Linked DNA regions of Mus musculus: all the other regions are linked to region 3. A link is a contact called in public Hi-C data. All regions are on one chromosome and are shown on one strand. The core of a region is the stretch at or near the end of the contact, and the rest is flanking DNA. Distances in the headings are between cores, read along the strand shown. Region 1 has its middle 88 kb from the start of Fbxo8. Region 2 has its middle 130 kb from the start of Fbxo8. Region 3 holds the start of Hmgb2 (high mobility group box 2).

Evidence for each region. A called contact is a pair of places that touch in the nucleus more often than the background predicts.
Region 1: a contact with region 3 is called in a Hi-C map of uterus, with 2.8 times the contacts expected there. The contact joins the enhancer-like site here to the promoter of Hmgb2 in region 3. A contact is called at or near these places in 1 of 39 promoter capture datasets (cranial neural crest), 1 of 484 Hi-C or Micro-C datasets (uterus) and 1 of 115 datasets of contacts at active chromatin or transcription factors (large pre-B cells).
Region 2: a contact with region 3 is called in a Hi-C map of the N1E-115 cell line, with 9 times the contacts expected there. The contact joins the enhancer-like site here to the promoter of Hmgb2 in region 3. A contact is called at or near these places in 1 of 39 promoter capture datasets (cranial neural crest), 7 of 484 Hi-C or Micro-C datasets (the G1E-ER4 cell line, the N1E-115 cell line, adipose-derived mesenchymal stem cells and 3 more) and 5 of 115 datasets of contacts at active chromatin or transcription factors (the 230-238 cell line, astrocytes, embryonic forebrain and 2 more).

Annotation. Positions count from the first base shown.
Region 1 is chr8:56,636,668-56,641,010 of GRCm38.p6, forward strand. No RefSeq gene overlaps it. Among named protein-coding and RNA genes, the nearest start is that of Fbxo8, 88 kb to the left of the region's middle. Within about 2 kb of position 2,779, at least 11 of the 459 cell types and tissues checked have an H3K27ac peak or open chromatin away from gene starts, as enhancers often do. A contact at or near this core is called in uterus, where this site is marked.
Region 2 is chr8:56,682,689-56,686,483 of GRCm38.p6, forward strand. No RefSeq gene overlaps it. Among named protein-coding and RNA genes, the nearest start is that of Fbxo8, 130 kb to the left of the region's middle. Within about 2 kb of position 1,838, at least 14 of the 459 cell types and tissues checked have an H3K27ac peak or open chromatin away from gene starts, as enhancers often do. A contact at or near this core is called in the N1E-115 cell line and adipose-derived mesenchymal stem cells, where this site is marked.
Region 3 is chr8:57,509,804-57,513,804 of GRCm38.p6, forward strand. Hmgb2 (high mobility group box 2) reads left to right here and starts at 2,040. Exons shown (of 5, transcript NM_008252.3): 1 at 2,040-2,202; 2 at 2,772-2,945; 3 at 3,259-3,404; 4 at 3,487-3,661. The coding sequence starts at 2,796. 2500002B13Rik (RIKEN cDNA 2500002B13 gene) reads left to right here. Exons shown (of 4, transcript NR_126553.1): 4 at 285-459.

The DNA of each region.
Region 1 (4,343 bases), core at 1,529-4,028, 870 kb before region 3:
CCCACTAAAGTCACATATACTGCAGCTTATGGTAATAAAATGACTCGAGCCATTTTAACCATATTTTATACTTTGATATTTCAAAGCCTTTCCTCAAAAAAAAAAAAAAAAAAAAGAAAAAAATCAAACTCCTCTTTCCCCTTTGGCAAGGTGTCTTATTGAACAGAGGTTTAAAGACTAAAAAGCATTTCTTTGTTTTGGGTAAAGAATCAAGTCTCAGGATTTCTTACATCTGAGCAAAGAATCTTTATAACTCATGGAAGTATCTAGCACATGCATTTATTATTAATATATTATTTTATATATAATAAAAACTGATAAATACAGTGTAGATAGAAATCCAAATACTAAATACTAGGCTTTGTAAACAAAAATCCATTTATTAAGAGTAAATTTACTTATTCATAATATTCTTAAACTATTGCTTAGGTGACAGATGTTACATTAAGTACTTTGCATTTTAAACTTACACAATATTAACAAGTCTTTTGATTTTCTGTTGTTGTTGTTGTTGTTTTGGAAGAAATTGAATGTAGCACTCGTGTTAACACTGTTGTATTTCATGTTCTACACATTGTTGCAACATTGAGTTAAAAGCCACAAGTTTCCATAATGAATGACACTGTGGAATTGGTAACAATTTAGAACAAAAATAATTTCTTCTTAGAATGATTCAAATTATTCTAAGAAAAACCCATTTTTGGAAAAAGTTTGAGTCCTTATTTCAAAGAAAGAACACCGAAAGAGAGAGAGAAGAGAGGGGGAGGGGAGAGAGATCGGTCCATCTATACTGTTTTCAGGGTTGAGAAAGAGCCAAGAGCAAACTGCTTCTGGGTAAAAGCTTTTCTGTTAATTAAAGTAGTTGTATTATCTGCTAGTTGTGTGTCATAAACTATATCATAGTATCAACAATAATATAGCAGTATATTTCATTAGGTGTGTCAATATTTTAATCAGATTACATATTCTTAGCATGGTAATATTTTATATATCCCATGTTTTGGACTACTAATGAATCATTTCCTAAAACATACGGTTTTGATGTGAAACAATTCACCTTTACTGGACTTTGACTCGCTTCCCAACTTTTTCCTTTCGATCTTCTTACTCTCTGTTTTCTTGAAAAGTGAACTTGTGTTTCTCGTCACTCTGTTTACGGTTTTTTTTCTTTTCATATCTTTTAAAAGTATTCTTAGTATATTTTTTCATGCAGGTCACAGAGTGTTCACTTAGAATGGGTATTGGGAGGATCTGGGTGAAGAAGGAATCTTTCTAAGTTTTTCTTCCTTAGTTCATTAAGTACTTTTTGGTTAAGTTCTCCAGAGATTTTAAAAGTCAACCCAAGAGGATAACCATTCTTTTTAAATTGTAAATTGCAAATGAGGAGATAGTTGTAGTGATTTTACTTATCATATTTACATTTCATGATTATTTCATAATCTTTTGACATATTTTTTAGACATTTCATCTGCAGTTATTTAGGACATAAAACAACAAAACTATGTCCATCAATAAATTTATTTCTAAAGATTAATTAAAAATAAAAATCTTAGGTTATTAGATGCACTTGGGGGCAACCAAATTTTAAAAAGAATGCAACATTATGAAATTTAACCAAAATGATAAATCTTCAGGAACTATTAAAAGTATAATTTGTACTGAAGTCTCTAAGAAAAGATATTACTATTCATGCTATTCATACTATTCTCTGAATACTTCTTTCAAGTGATCAACATTATTTGTGGAATTTAGTAATAATTTTGAGCAAACTGAGTTTGTTAGAATAATTCAAATAGTTTTAAAATTTTTTGTGAAATGTTTGAGTTTCAATCACAAAATAATAACACAGAAATAAAAGTTTCAGTTGTCACATTTAAAGCAAAAAAAAAAGTAGCAAAAATACCCACATCTTTACACACACACACACACACACACACACACACACACACACACACACCCCACTCTATCCATTCATACACCATCTTACATTGATCAACAACTATTACATGACTTAAAACTGCCCCATGAAACTAACTTTATCATTTACATTTTATTATAATAGTACTACAGTTAAGAAAATAACAAAATAAAATGCTGTTTAATCTTTCAATAATACTATAAAACATAGTAACCAAATGTGGTTCCAATTAAATTATTAACTTTCTAGTTAGTTAGTATATGATTTTAAAATTAAACTTCCATTTTAATGCCAGAAGAGGAAGTTTTACCTGAAGTTATCCAATTGACTCATTATTGTGGGACTTATTTTTCTTTTTCTAGAAGCCAAAGAGCATCATATTGGTTGTGTGATTTTATTTTTATGTGCATTTTTCCAATCACTAGACATAATTGTTTTACAAAGGGTAGGATTTTATGCATTGAGATAAATAAATCATCACAAAAACGCACCGTCAGCTTTCAGTTTGTTATACAGGGAGGCAACTGCAAAGACGAATTATCATCTTTATTCGATACTCGTTCTGGACACGAAGTCTTTTCTTTCTCCCCTGTTACACCGCTACAGTTCCATCAGAAGATAGGACAGTGAAAATCTGCACTAGCTTTCACCGCGACTTGATGAATAGCGCAAGAGCTTAGTGGAAAGGCTGAACTCCTCCATGATTAAAAAGCAAACCTTTAATGTAGTTTTTGTTTACCATGTCGTAAGTGCAGTGTTGGAAGTTACTGCCAAGGAGTCATCGGGAACAGGCATGGGTTCGGCAATGTCAGCCAGCCAATGCTTTGAAAATTGTTCAGTTCCTCTAGCCTTATGACTGAAATAATATCCAGTGGCTCCGGCCCCAAGCCTGCTTAATGCATCTGTCCAGAACACATAATTACTCGGTCATAACATTCCCCCGGCCACCAGCCAACAAACCAATCAGCATTTCTTTCCAATTCACCAGAATTTTTGCTGTGTCAAACTGTTTGATCTCTAGGTAGTAAAAAATGCAAAAAATGGAAGGACACTGCACTGGAAGGTTTTAATTTAGAAGAGTTTCTCATGGAAATTAAATTTGAAGAGAAACATGTTTTTGTTGTCATGACTGAAGTTGAAATTTTAATTTGGCATCCTCTGCGTATTGTGTAGTTAGTTTGTTTTAACGCCACCACCTCACATGTAAGTTATTTTAGTGAGGAAATATTCTAAGAAAAAAAACTAATGGCGAATGTATGTCCAGTTATGATTTATTTCCAAAATATTAACAAATACAGGGACAGAAACATTATCCTTAGAGTTAACACAAATATACTGTGCATGCATGTATTGGTGTGCATGTGTGTATATATTATATTTCTTCTATCACTGTCTGAGGGTAATTACGAGAATGTTTACATATACATATGTATGAGTGTGTATAGAGTTCCCTTTTACACAAGTTTATTACATTTGAATAATTGGTAATCTGATTCTTTAAAGTGTTCTGGATTAAATTACCTTATTTTGTCTTCTGTCTACAGACTCATCTAAAGTATTTTTAAATGGATTTTTGGAAGTATTTTTTATGATGTGAAGTTTCACTGAATATGTAAAGCTTGAGATTGTTGTAAAGAAGCAATACATAGATTTAGGTCATTAGAGGAAACAAAAAAAGAACATTCTAGACAGAAGTAAAAGCATGGGAGAAATGTTAGGGAGAAGTAAAATGGCCTGTCAGGGAGAGCTGCTCCTTTTGCACTGTGAAGGGCTCTTGGAGAATAATGTAATTTGAAGTAAACACGAGAGTATGTCTCAAGTTATGAATTGCCTTGATATGCAAAATACAAATGGGTATTGTACCAGAATATCTAGGAATAGTTCAGGTTGTTAATTTATTGTCACATGGAATGTTTTCTTGTTTATGTATTTTTCAACTTTATTTCATTGACTGTTAGGTGTCAATTACAGTACACTTCTTGGCACATGTCTCTGATAGAAACAGAAAGATGTATAGAATTAATTTGTTCCTATAAACAGTTAGGAACATTTATACAGCATCACTGATTTGTCTCCGACAGGTACTCACCTATTTGTCTCATACAGGCACAGACCTGCAAGCAAATGGGGCCTGGAAGAAAGAGCAAAAGATGACAGAACAGAATCAATTTTATCTGGTTACTTATCATTTAAGAGGAGAGGCATAATCAATATTCTTTTGAGATCTTGGATAAAATTGTGCAATTATGGTTTGAATCTGAAACATTCCATGGGCTTATGTCTTTGAATACTTGGTCCCCACATTATGACAGTATTAAGGGGAATACTAGAATTTTTGAGAGTATGAAGCATGGATTGCAGAGGTGTGTCACTGGGCATGGGCCTTTAAGCATTATGGAGCAACTCTGCTTCCTCTTTAAACTCT
Region 2 (3,795 bases), core at 588-3,087, 830 kb before region 3:
CATTATAAAGTTAGACGCTAGGTGGCAATAGAAATCCCCTAACTGTCCATGCTCTTGTCTTTGCCCGGTACCTTCACACTAAAATAGTTTATTTCTGATTGACTTCATTAGTTTCAGGGAGAAATTAGAAGCAGGAAGTGATATTTCCATTGCATGTCTCTCAGTATGATTGCATTTTTCCTTTTAAAGAATTGCCTTTAAATGAAACAAAACATTTCATCTATTTGTCACAAGATTTAGAAAATAACTTTAGTGCACATATATGTACTTGGAATATGTTTATTCCATTATGAACAGATATTGACATGTATGGTCATAAATACTAATAAATGAGTCTTCATTTTATCATACATACAAAGTTGAAATGCATGCTTTGACATAACATCTGAATGTGATACATTAAATTTGTAAGATGTCATCATGCGGTGGTTTGGTTGTGCTTTAGTGCTACACTTCTAATAATGTGAAGACTTTTCTTGAAGAAGTGAATTAGTAGTAAGTTGTTTTCAACAAACATACTTTTCTTAAAATCTAACAACTGAGAAGAAGGGAAATAGTCAAGGAATAAATATAAATTTAATGTAACAGTGCTTGCTAAAAGTATTTACCCAACTTTTGTTGGAATGTGTTCAAATTGTTACAAAAATGACTTTAAGGAGAAAAGGACAATAAATATTACATGTTTGGCTGCCTGTTCTCTTTCAATAATATTAATATTAACTTTGAGTCACACACAAAAGATTGACCACCAATTTGTTTTTGGGGATGAGTTTAAAGAGCTAAATGTGATATATGGGTGTCTATGTGCTTTAAGCTACTAGTTGCAAATATGCTGTAATTCATTAGTTAATTAATATTTCCCCCTACATCACTTGAAGTTAGATGAGTTGGAAGGAGAGTTCCTGGTGAAATGATAACATATTTTTTGGCCAAAAATAACAATAGGTCTTAGAAGTCACTTTCCTAATTATTTACTGCCATTATTTACTGCCAATATTAATTGATCAGCCTTGAGACTAATATTCAAAATATTGTGTTCTTATTTCATCATGGTGAAAACTCATTTCAGATTAAAAAGTCTAAAGACCCACTTAAATGTATAATTCTGTATATTCTGTAATGCTTGATTGAATGTTGAATTTAAAAACGAACCCACAAGCTATTGAGGAAGGACTGTGATTGATAGTGTGATGATTTTGAAGCAAGGTGTTCTTATTCAAGGGACAGACAGAACTAAGGAGTTATGGCCACTGTAGGAAAGTTTCAAATATGTCATCCAAAACAGCTTGCTTGTCTCCCTCTCTCTACTCTCTCTCTAATATATCTCAGAGAAGACTAAGAGGGAGGGAAGGAAGGAAGGAGGGAGGGAGGGGAAAGAGAGAGAGAGAGAGAGAGAGAGAAAGAGAGAGAGAGAGAGAGAGAGAGATGATAAATGAAGCAAGATATTTAAAAATGGATACCCTTAAGGTATGTTGGTTTTAGTTGTGTAATCTGCTTATATGTTTGGCATTTTTCAAATTAAAAATCTAGGAGAAAAAAGTCAATCATCTTATCTCTTGAAATACACTACCGAAAACAAACCTTTGCTACTCTTTCTTACTTGCTTGAAAGAATCTACCACTTTCTCTAGATGTTCTTTCGTTCGATTATTCCCTTAATGTATTTACTTGGTTTCTTAGGAGTGCTGACTTTGGTTTCATGGGTAAGAATTATACTTGTTTCTTGAATGGATTGTAGTCATGCACAAGGAAAGATTCTTCTATTTTACAAACATTGCCAGCCACTTCTACTATGACCCCAGCTAGGCTGAGCCGAACAATCTTCCAGGCTGAGTCATTCACTCTCACGGCAAATCGAAACTATGATTCTTTCTAAGCCAAAGCAGGGTTTCAGGCTCCACGAAGCATGTTGTTTTTTTGAGTTGTCAGCTAAAGCATTTGCTCATAGTGTGCATCTTTGTAAGAACTTCAGCATCAATAAACAATTTAAAGTGAATTTACTTTAGAAACATGGAACATCGATGTCGTGTCTTTTAGGACGTCAAAGAAATAGCAGACACCACTAAGTTTGTCACATCTATCTGAAGCAAACAAATGTCATTTGCTATTTGGTTTGTCACATGAGTCAATAGAAGAAGGCAACACACAGTAAAAGAGAATACTTATGATATGAGTGTCTTGAAAAGGGGGAAATTGTATTTATTTGTTGCATTAGCATAGTGTTGGAGCCTAAGAATAGTTAAGGATGTTTCAGCCTTGGCATACGTTACTAGAAATTCAGTGTCAGTTATCTGCCAAGGTAACTGGAATGGAATCTGGATGGAATCATAAAAATTAAAAAAAATACATTTTAGCCGTTCTTTATTGAGTTTGTAGCATACACTGGAAAGAAATGTTTTTCACTACTCATTTGATCATCATATTTCTACAAGTTTAGTAATTTAAAACATTACATTGCCATATAACCATATTAATGTTTGAAGTCATATAAAAAGTGGCTTCTAAACACATCAACATTTAGAGTTGTTTGACTTAAATAAAACAAGCTTCGGTGAGGTGTGGCACTAAGCTGTCTGTCTCAAATGCTGGTATTTTTACACTTGAATGACTATGTTATTATTTTTTTTATTTTACTTTATAAAAATTAAAGTTCTCTTTCTTTCAAAGCACTATTAAATAATTGGGTTCTGAATAGGGAATCAAGTGTCTACTTAGTTACAGTTTGATATACCAGAGTACAGCATTTTAGGAGCTAAAAGCGTATCTCTGTTTTACGCATCAGGTGTACAGATTCTGATGGCAATAGGACACAAATGGAATATTAAAGACAATGGCATGAAGGATGCAGCAGGATGTGGTTTTACATGCACACTTTCATTCACATTTAACAGCTGATATCGAAAGCTGTCCAGTAAGAAACTTCTAGATTTTAGAAACCACGAGTCAATCCTGAGTCCTAACACTTATTCTTTAAGATGGTTCCGTTATGCATAAGAATGGAAGAGAAAGGGGACACATGTTATGTGCCCTCAGGGCTGGAGGAAGTTTTGGTTTACAGGCAGCTGTTTTCCAAGCAAAGAAGGGAGGTTGTAAAAGACAGTCCTAGAATTCCAAGGGATGAAATGTACTTTTTGATTTTTCTAGAGTCTAGAATCTAGATAGTAAAACTACCTGTTAGAGGAGGTACGGTGGGATTTTTGTCTTATTTTCTTCTCTGCTTTTAGGCAGGCCATAATGTCTGTCTTCAGTCATTTAGCCATGTCTGGCACCCTGATCCTCACCCCTAATATCCCCATGGAGCAATGGCTGCTTTCTGCCCAGTTTGCTGCCACACCACAAGATGCCCCTCTCCTATGGTGCGTGGCAGACTGACAGGGCAGGTGGGAGGGGTTTATTGCTGCTCCTTTATGGGGGCTGCCTCACTTTATTCTGAGAGATATCCTGCCGAACACTCATCAGTTTAGAAGAATCTGAGATCAAGTCTCAGTTCTCGCCTCGGTTTTGCTGAGAGAATTTGCTTTCGGGGTTCAGAAGTTCAGTGGATTGTTGAGAGACAGCTTGTAAATGCTTGGCCATGAAATGCCGTCTGAATTTTTCCTTTTGTAGCTTTGACCTTGGGATCTCCACATAGGCCACATGGTCATTGCCCATTCGTTATATGTTTTTCTGCTTACATAGCAAAAGCAAAATTTCCTACATATCAGGCAGAAATAGAAACAGGAAGACAAAGGGGAATTCCAGGGCCAAAAAGGGGGAGTGGGTGGGCAGGGGAGTGGGGGTGGGTGGATATGGGGGA
Region 3 (4,001 bases), core at 790-3,289:
AACCACATTCCTTTAATCCCAGAACTTGGGAGGCAGAGGCAGGTGGATTTCTGAGTTTGAGGCCAGCCTGGTCTACAGAGTGAGTTCCAGGACAGCCAAAGCTATACAGAGAAACCCTGTCTCGAAACACCCCCCCCCCCAAATCATTTAAAGTGGAAGATCCACTTTTAACCCTGATTTTTTTTGAGGCAGGAAGATCCATCTTTAATATGGGCCACACCTTCTTCTAGCAGCCTTATAAAGGACATGAAAAAAGAATGCTTGCTTGCTCTTGCTCTTCCTAGAAATTACTTCACTGCCATTAGAGCCTACTTCTTCAGGATTCTGCTTATACTGAAAACCATGTGGGACATCCAGCCTTGTGGACTGAACAACTTCTGGCTTCTTGGACCTTTCACTGTTAGTCAGCCATTGTTGGACCACAGCCTATAAGTCGTTCTAATAAATCTCCTACATATAGATTCAGTCTATTGGTTTTGTTTCGCTAGAGAACCCTGGTACACGTAACACTTAAATACATGATGTAAACGTGTAGTGCATCAGTAATTTCACTTACAATGCTATTTGAATAATACACTCAGGTTTGGTGAGCTTGACTGTGCGTGTCTGGTTTATAGGTTAGTTGCAACTGTCATTTATTAGATGTAAGATTTCAGGTAGACACAATTTATAAGCATTACGATTAACAAAATTCTGACACCTTAGCCAGGTATGGTGGTACACCCCTTTAATCCCAGGCAGAAGCAGGTGAATTCTGAGTTCAAGGTCAGTCTGGAGTATTTAGTGAGTTCCAGGACAGCCAGGCTACACACCGGCCAGGAGACCCTATCTTGAAAAACCAAAACATACAACAACAAAAAGCAAACCAAAAACCAAAAAAACAAATCTGGTGGTACCCTTAAAGCGGGAAAATATGCCCCCACACCTAACTGGCACCTTATTGTTTTTATTGTCGTAGAACATAAAGGCGGACCACTGTTTGCCGGCATTAAGTATATTCGCAATGCTGAACCATCATCCATTTCCAAGAAAAACACAACGTTCAAGTCTACTTTTTAAAAAGAAAGTTAAGAACCGCTAAGTCCTTAAGCACTATCGAAAATGATCCTCACACAGGAACCAAACAGGAGGGCAGCCCCGCAAATGCAAGCAAAGTTGCTGGGGGTAGAAAACATTGAAAATCCGTGAAAACAGCGGTGCCACATACGCGTCAATCTGCGAGGGGGGGGGGGGGGAAAGAGCTCTCCACAGCCAAATCACAAGGCAGAAATGGCCTGTTAGGACCGAGCCCTCCTTCCCCGGAAAGCAGCTTGACCGGCAAGGTGAGGGACCCTGGCCTCCCACCCGCGCCCGCGAAGTGTTGGGGTGCAGTGCGGCCAACCCGCAGATCTTAGGCGGGTCAGCTGTGGAAGACGCCGTCCCGGCGCGGAGGCAGGCATGGCTCCGATCGGAGGGCGAGGGCTACTTTATTTATTTTTAAATCACTAGGGGACGCGGCTAGGAGTCCGTGAGACTCTCCGCACAGTCTGAGGCTCCCCGCCCGCCGTGCTCCGGTTCCACCTCGGCCTCATCATGGCTCCGCGCCGCGGGCTCCCCACTTTCTTCCCATTTTTTTATTTCGTGAACTCGTAGCTGAGCCCCAGGCAGGCCACGGCATCCAAACCGCGGCTGGCCTAGCGCCTTTAGTCACCTCGGAGCCATCTTTATCACCTGAAGAGTTTAGCGCCAGGCGCCCTCCTTGCTAGTTTTAAATCTGGCCGGGGCAGTTCCTCTCGGGGCCTGCCCCACCCTCATGGCCAATCAGCAGCGGGCCCGCCATTTTTCAAACGCTTTTCCTGCCGCCAATCAGGGCCGAGCAGTACATTCCTCTCTAGACCGGTTCCAACGGGTCTGGGAGTTAACGACCTGGGAGACCCACCGAACCTGCTAGGCTTAGCCTGGAGGGACGGGCCTGGCCAGACACCCACCAATCGGAAGCCTTCTCCGTGGGGGGGCGGGGACTCTCCGGGTTTGAATAATCCTCCACAGCCAATCAGAGCGGAGGGAGGTGTGGCCCGCGACTGGTCTGGTCAAGTTGCCGTGGCGCGGAGAACTCTGCAAAACAAGAGGCTGGGGATTGCGTTAGCGAGAAACCAGTTCTCGCCGGAGCTTGGGGAAGGAAGTCTCTCTGCGGAGGTCTGAGGGAAGCAGCGCTCGCAGCAGGTAAGGTTCGGCCGGGAGGCCCGGGGCTTGGCGGCCTGGCTCTTAACGCGTAGACGTGGGGGGACGTCTGCCGGGCTTCGGCGTGGCGGCTTCGGCGGCTTTAGAGGGCGGCCGAGTCTTTGGGTGAGGGCCGGGGCCATGGAGGGCGGCCAGAAAGCCCTTGAGCCCGGCCGCGTTTCTTTTTCTTTCTCTCTGTCTCTTTCTTAAAAACTGGATTGGCTGTGGGTCTCGCGGTGGCTTGTGTAAGTGTAAGGCGCGCGGCTTTTCTGTCAGGGAGGGCGCGCGGCCGGCGGCGGCTTTCGGCCTCCGGGCGAGGGGCTGAGGCGCGGGCGGGCGGGCGAGTCGGGCGGGTCGGAGCCGGCTGGGGCTGGGCTGGGCCGGGCCTGGCCGGGGCGCGCGCTCCCGCGCTCGCTCGCGGGGGCGCGCGGGGTTTAGGCGGGAAGCGGAGCGGAATCCCCCCCCTCCCCGCTGTCCCCGCTCCCCTCCCCCACGCTCCTCACTCCTTGCAGCCCCCTCCCCGCGGGTCCCCACCCCGGTCCCCGGTCCGGACACGGCTTTCTCCTCGGCAGGTAGACAGACGCCGCGCCGTCGTCATGGGCAAGGGTGACCCCAACAAGCCGCGGGGCAAAATGTCCTCGTACGCCTTCTTCGTGCAGACCTGCCGCGAGGAGCACAAGAAGAAGCATCCCGACTCGTCGGTGAACTTCGCCGAGTTCTCCAAGAAATGCTCCGAGAGATGGAAGGTGAGGGAGGGAGGGCGGGCGGCGCGCGTGCCCGGCTGCAGGCCGTTTCCGGGCTGCTTTTGGCGGGTCCCCGCGGGCGGGGGCGGGTCGGATGGGGGGGGGGGACGACAGGGACCAGGGAGCGCGCGAGCTTTTGCCACCCTGGGGACCCGAGGGTTTTAAAGGTTGGTCTCCAAGCCGAGGGCGCCCTTAATGCAAATGCCTCAGAGTTTACAGATTGACTCGACTTATTTGTTTATCCACTTTCTTTATTACTCGGACAGCTAGGAGCTTTGAAGTCCTTGCCGATTGACTCGTTTTTTCTGCCCCATAGACCATGTCTGCAAAGGAAAAGTCCAAGTTTGAAGATTTGGCCAAGAGCGACAAAGCTCGTTATGACAGGGAGATGAAGAACTATGTTCCTCCCAAAGGGGATAAGAAAGGAAAGAAAAAAGACCCCAATGCTCCGAAGAGACCACCGTAAGTTGATCTGAGAACTAACGAACCCATCGCCCCCCCAGCCCCCATCGTCCTCTATTTGTTAACTCTTGCTTCCTTGCAGGTCTGCCTTCTTCCTGTTTTGCTCTGAAAATCGCCCAAAGATCAAAATTGAACACCCAGGCCTGTCTATTGGAGATACTGCGAAGAAACTGGGTGAGATGTGGTCTGAGCAATCTGCCAAAGATAAACAACCGTATGAGCAGAAAGCAGCTAAACTAAAGGAGAAGTATGAAAAGGTACGGTGCCTTTTAAATAATAACTGATATTTCTATATGATATATGTCAGCTGTAGGAACTTGGGATATTTGTTAACCACTGCCTGTCAGTTTTTGGAAACCCCAGATGAAAGTTGAGCAGTACAGACAAGTTCACCTTGTGATACTGTGTTTTGTGGCCCTTGCAAATTTCCTGCCTGTACACTCGTGGTAGTTGTGTAAATCTATTTTAGAGGGTAGAGTGCCAGCTATGTTTTTAGGTAGTTTGTATATTAAATATAAATATAAGGTGCGAAAGGGGTTGACATTGATAGTAAAAGTGCAGTAACTGATCTCAGGGAGCTCTCATTAGTTACCTGAT